2 separate regions of the Mus musculus genome follow, and region 2 is linked to region 1. A link is a contact called in public Hi-C data. All regions are on one chromosome and are shown on one strand. The core of a region is the stretch at or near the end of the contact, and the rest is flanking DNA. Distances in the headings are between cores, read along the strand shown. Region 1 overlaps Cep128 (centrosomal protein 128). Region 2 overlaps Cep128 (centrosomal protein 128).

The links. Hi-C and Micro-C count contacts between places; a contact is called where the count stands out from the background.
Region 2: a Hi-C map of bone marrow-derived macrophages shows a contact between it and region 1, with 2.3 times the contacts expected there. The contact joins two enhancer-like sites. A contact is called at or near these places in 4 of 484 Hi-C or Micro-C datasets (bone marrow-derived macrophages, macrophages and uterus), 3 of 115 datasets of contacts at active chromatin or transcription factors (CD8 T cells, effector CD8 T cells and memory CD8 T cells) and 2 of 9 other capture datasets (adipose tissue and pancreatic islet).

The regions. Positions count from the first base shown.
Region 1 is chr12:91,182,387-91,185,370 of GRCm38.p6, reverse strand. All of the region lies in intron 20 of Cep128 (centrosomal protein 128), which reads left to right. Among named protein-coding and RNA genes, the nearest start is that of 5430427M07Rik, 140 kb to the right of the region's middle. Within about 2 kb of position 1,685, at least 89 of the 459 cell types and tissues checked have an H3K27ac peak or open chromatin away from gene starts, as enhancers often do. A contact at or near this core is called in bone marrow-derived macrophages and macrophages, where this site is marked.
Region 2 is chr12:91,304,344-91,307,296 of GRCm38.p6, reverse strand. All of the region lies in intron 10 of Cep128 (centrosomal protein 128), which reads left to right. Among named protein-coding and RNA genes, the nearest start is that of Cep128, 79 kb to the left of the region's middle. Within about 2 kb of position 1,291, at least 53 of the 459 cell types and tissues checked have an H3K27ac peak or open chromatin away from gene starts, as enhancers often do. A contact at or near this core is called in bone marrow-derived macrophages and macrophages, where this site is marked.

The DNA.
Region 1 (2,984 bases), core at 436-2,935:
AGCCCCAGCACAGAGATCCTAATACCGTGGCTGTCCAGCCTGGCTGAGGCGCAGCTCGCCTAGAGTAAGGGAGCAAGGATTAGCATTTGGGAGAAAGAGCAAGCACTACGGTGATTAAAAAAAAATCCTTTTCCTTCGAACCATTACAAAAATGAGATCCTGTCAGACATGGCATGGAGCAGGTAGAAGTAAGCTAAGTGTCGGATCTAGTTGAAAATGTAAGCATTCCCTTCCAGGATGCCTGGGCTTGGAGAGCGTCTCTCAGTTAATCTTCCCAGTGCCTGAGGAGGCAACTTACGCCTCTGTGTGGCAGGCAGGGTACCTGCTTCCGTTACCACCCATGTTGACTTTTTCTGGGATGGTCTTTGCTGGGCCTTGTTCCCATGAACCAGTGCTGGTCTTTCTCTTCTCTGTTCCCTCTGCTGTGCTTCCTTCTCCCGGCCTGCATGTACACTCAGTTAAATTCTACAAGGCAGTCTGCTCTGTAGCTTCCCTAGAGTGTGACTACCTTTCTGTAGGAGTGCCAGCCACTCTTAGTGCCTCCTGCTTCCCTTTGAGACTGTACTGGGACTAAAGGTCACTCACTTAGTGCATTAAAACCTTGGACCCTCCACCTTCTTGCCCATGCACTGCTGCCAACTTGCTAAGGCTTTGACTTCTGGGACAGCCAGTCAGTTTGTCTCCTAGAAGGGAGCAAAGAATATGATGCTAGAGAGTTTTTGCCTGCACTTGGTTTTCCTCTCACCAATCTAAAGTGACGTGCTTCTCCCTTTTGGGCAGAGCACGGGGAAGGGGAAATTAATTCCCAGAAGCCATCCCGCTCCGTTTCTTCCCTCTCCGGGCACTTCCTATCTTATCCTACCAAGATATTCCTTACGCTGTAACCACACTAAGCTCTGCTAAGTAAGCACACTGGCTTCACTAAAAGCAGATATGGAGAAAATCAGTAGGTTTTTCTGTAGTGGACAACCGGCCTCTCCTGTTTCATGAGTCCATCCTGTGTATCAGAAGAGAAGTCTTTCCCTTTTAATCAATTTTGTTACCACATATTTTATTACCAAGCCAAAACAGAATCCTCAGTTAGCACTTATGCCTCAGTTCAGACACACATGTGAGGTGAGTAGAATGAATAGCACACACTCAGAGGAAAAAGAATCCAGCCCACTAAGATAAAAGCTATATAGACTTGATGTATATGGTAGGAACAAAACCCAGTTCAATCAACAAAGGGAAGCTGAGTCAATATCTGACGTCAGAGGAGCCCTGTGGCAGATGTAGTAGATCATTTCTCCTGTTTATCAGTTTTTCTACCATTCCCTTGATTTTATTCGAGATGTAGTCTTTTCCAGAATACTGCCTGCTGTGTGGCCTATGTCAACTGCAGAAACCAGATCTCTGTTTCTGGAGAGAAGAGACTTAAGCCCAGCTAATCATCTTCTCATTCCCAGAGGAAGACTGACTTACAGAATGAGCAACTAAGGAGGAATGGGGGTGACGTGCCCTGGCCACGCGTTTAAACGTTAAAGTCCTGGGTGTTGTTTGGTGCCTGCTGAGTAACACACAGCTTCTCCCACTCACCCCTTTACAGCCCTGAACACTGATTATAAAGCCTAAGATCTGTAAGAGCTGAGGAATATAGTTGAGGATTTGAGTTCCACTTTCGTTCTTCTCTGGTGAGGATTTGAGTTCCACTTCCGTTCTTCTCTGGTGAGGCTTTGAGATCCACTTCCGTTCTTCTCTGGTGAGGCTCTTCACCTGGTTCTTCTCAGAAGCAGTTCCTTTTTCTCAGAGTAGAGATTTTCAGCTGTTTTCTTAAAAAGATGGTAACAATCTTGACTGGGTGAGACTGGGAAAATATAACTAATGTAATACTCTACTTGGACCTACCTCCTTTCCTTGAAGTCTATAATCAGAACTTGCAAATAGAGGGAACACTCTTGGTAAAGAAGGCAGGAACCTGGGAGGTCATGGGCAAAACTGTTTGGTTTGGTTCTTTCCCTTTGTATCTGTGTCTGTGTCTGTGTCTGTGTCTGTGTCTGTGTCTGTGTCTGTGTCTGTGTCTGTGTCTGTGTGTCTCTGTCTCTGTCTCTGTCTCTGTCTGTTGTCTCTCTCTCTCTCTCTCTGTGTGTGTGTGTGTGTGTGTGTGTGTGTGTGTGTGTGTGTGTGTATGTATGTGATTGTATATTATCAGTGATTTAAAATGTTCCCTCAAGGTTCAAAGCAAAATTTTCTCATAAATAAAAGCCTATATCAAATACTGGTATATATTCTATGGTTACAATGTCAATAGTTGTTGATATAATTTAAAGAAGTAGGACTCATAGAGTGATGTAGGGAATTCAGAAAGCAGTTTTCTCTTCTCTGACTGCTCTAAATAGTGACTTAAATGTGGGTCAGTGACATCATCTTAAACATTTTGCCAACGAGGGACTGCTTTTTTTTTTTTTTTTGAGCTATGTACTATAGCATAAGTTATTGTCTTTGGATATGTGTGCTAAACATTTCTAGAATGGACAGAGAAACCATCTCGAAGGCTGTTGTACTCGGCCAAGCGTGTGCTTGGGCAGCATCACTGTTCTTATCTGAGAACATACACTGTTCACACTTGATCTTATTTCAGAATTATACCTGATAATGACTGTGTTGCTCTGATAATGATGAGTTTTTGTCTTCATTCTTTGGGAATGCTTTGCCTCAAATCCTGTCTTTAATTAATGGTGAACTAATTATCGTTCAGTGTCTCCCATTGGTAGCTTTTCCTCTACTCAGGGTGATGTTTCTGAATCATGTCTGTTTCTTTTACTCCTCGTGTTTCTAGTATAGGCATCCCCTCTCTAAGGGGTGCAAACAGCCCTCCATCCTTTTAACAATCCCTGTGCTTTCTTCCCAGTGTTTTCCACCCCATTCATAGACTCTAGGTGATGTGATTAACCTAATATACTAAACAACAAGCTATCCTCATTTATGGTTGATGTACAAAATTA
Region 2 (2,953 bases), core at 42-2,541, 120 kb before region 1:
TCGGAAAAAAAAAAAAAAAAAAAAGCCAGCTCCTTGTGACTACTTATGTGCTTGCCTCTCACGTGAGGGAAGCCTACAGGTTCAACTGTCAGCAGGTTTTCCCCACCTTTTGAGCCCAAGCATCACTAGATAGCTCAGTCTGGCTTTGAACTTACAGACATCCACCTGCCTCTGCCTCCCAAGTGCTGGGATTAAAGGAATGTACCCCTGGGACCAGCAACTGTCAGGCCTATGAACTTGTGTCCTTTACACTGATAGCTCCCAGATGAGCAGGTGTCATGTCGGCATGTGTATTGGATCTCCTTGAGATTTTCATCATGCAGTCTCACCACCTTACCAAAACCAAACAGGGAGTTTGTTTGTTTTAGTTGTAGCTTTTAATGCAGGCTTTTCTTTCCCTGGTCATGGCTATAAAATAAACTGCTTTTTAACAGTTTAAAAAATCCATTTAGCTAGTTTTGAGTCGAAAACTTGTTTGTTTAGAGATTTAGAATATAAGTGTATTGTTTTTCTGACTTGATAGAAACCATTTTTTTGAGCATTAGTTTTTGTTGGCACAGATAATCTCCAACTGGGTGGACTTAAAGGCTAAGATTTTCCATGACTTGAGCTCCTTCTCGTGGGGAGCAATCTCTGACTTGATTTAGGAAAAAACAGCCTTTGGAAATTCGTGGAACTCGACGAACTAAAAATCTCCATTAATTTAAGCAAATCACATTCATTCTGAGCAACAGCGTCCTTGGGTTTCACAGAAAACTTTCTTCCAGTGTGCGTTAGTCCATTTGTTTGAGGCTTTGGAGTTGTATTTAGGCTTCTACAGAGAATTTCAGAGCTAGCCACCCAACTGTGTTCTTTTTTTTTTTCCAACTGTGTTCTTAAAAGAAAATTCAGTTTCTATCATAATATTTCATAAATCCTGTCTCCTTAATACAATTTCTTTTCAACAGGGAGTAAACAAATGTCCTCAAAGATATTGTTGACATTTATAATATACATAAATACCAACTTCTAACTTCAACTTATGTATCATGTGATCTGATTGGTATTGTAATCTCATTGTAATCTGGAAATCTTAAGGTATTTATTCTCTGACTTTTACTTCATCTTTATGTGGGAAATTTAAACATAAAAGTAGAGAAAGAGCATCTGTGCTCTGTTTCTCAGTGATGTGTTTTTATCTGAAAATAAAATACTGAAAAAAAAAAGGCTGACCGGACCGTTCATCCCTGCGAGCATAATGATTCTGACTCATGTTTCAGATGAGTCCGGAGGTCTTTTTCTTCCTGTTTTAGTTTTGCGGGTTTCCAAGTGAATCATTTCCACGTTCTTCCCTGTGACCAGAGGTATGCATTGTAACACTGCTGAGCATGAATCAGGACACGTGATGCTCATGGCTTTGCTCTGGGAATACCAGTGGCCCTGCCCATGAGAAAGTTAGCATGCAATCTTTCACTAAGGGTTCTAGTGCCATCATTATAACCAAGTTTGCTGGTCCCTTTGCAGCAGACACAAGGAGCCTGTAATTTCTATTTGTTCCACATATTTGAATGTGTCATCTATTAGAGACGCTTGGTAAACACGTTTATTGTGAAAGATGCGGGAGTTTCCACACACATTTTCCTTTTGCCTTTTCCTCCACTCACTAAAGGAAAGGTTGCGTTCTTGGTAATCCACAACAGTAAGTGTTTACATTCATCTGCTTCTAAAGAACTGTAATAGTGTTCAATGTGTTTGTCCTTGTAGTGCAAATAGCCACACTCAAGGAAAAAAGAAAAATTGTTGTTTTTAAAGATTTAAATGTGCCTCAGGGGCCCTCTATTAAGACTCTGTGGTATCCCTGTGATCTTAAAACTGTAAAAGACAATGACAGTTCTGGAGCAGGGCACACCATAGCTTTATGGCTAAGCGGCTCTAAGAAAACTAAGCTTAAAAGGGCAAAACAACACAGTTGTAGACATTCACCAGCAAGTGATCCTTTCTTTTCTTTTATAGCTGCTTTTACGAGGTCAGTTTTAATGTAATTCTGAGTTGCCTGGTCTAGTCAAAGGGAGACAGAAACCAGTGCAGGGGTTAGCCCCTTCAGAGAGGAAGTAGACGAGTTAACCCTTAGAGTGAATGCTTAACACAATAGCTCGTCATTTTGACTTGCCCATTCGTAAAATGTTTCTTTTTCAGTGTTAATCTGTTTTCAGAAGTTGAAGGCTGTTCCAATCCAGACTGAATGGTATAGACTTTTGTGACTTTTATGCTGAACTACCTAATGAAGAAGAATTGCTTTAATATTCAAGGTTAGAATATTGCCCCTGGGCTGATGTGTCTGCTGCCTCATGCTGCTGTAAAAGCAGAGATGATGTCTGAATGGGATGGCATTTCTTGATGTAACACAAGTGGGTCCTTTGCTCTGATGACTCCTCAGTGCCTCGTATGTGCACTTCTTCCTGAAACAATAGAATTAAAGGATCCCATTGCCTAAAATTTCTCAGACTTACACATCCTTACACCACAAGGGATATTAAAAAGGAAAGTATCAAATAAAGTTTTAGGCAGTAAGTAGACTTCAGCAGAAAACTATTATTTTTGAAAAGCGTTATTGTAAAGAGGTGATCAAGTGCTGAAACTTGAAGTGGATAAGAAAGAAGGAGTATAAGATTGCTTTATGTTCTTGGATGTTTGAGAGATGTAGATAGCCAGGCAGTGGTGGCGCACACCTTTAATCCCAGCACTTGGGAGGCGGAGGCAGAGGCAGGCGGGTTTCTGAGTTCAAGACCAGCCTGGTCTACAAAGTGAGTTCCAGGACAGCCAGGGCTACACAGAGAAACCCTGTCTCGAACCCCCCCCCCCCCCCAAAAAAAAAAAAGGAAGAAAGAGAGAAATAGATGTGTTTTAAAAAAAAATTAAACCTATTTGCATGGGTATTTGAATTTAAAAGACAGTTTTAGTTTCATAACTTGAT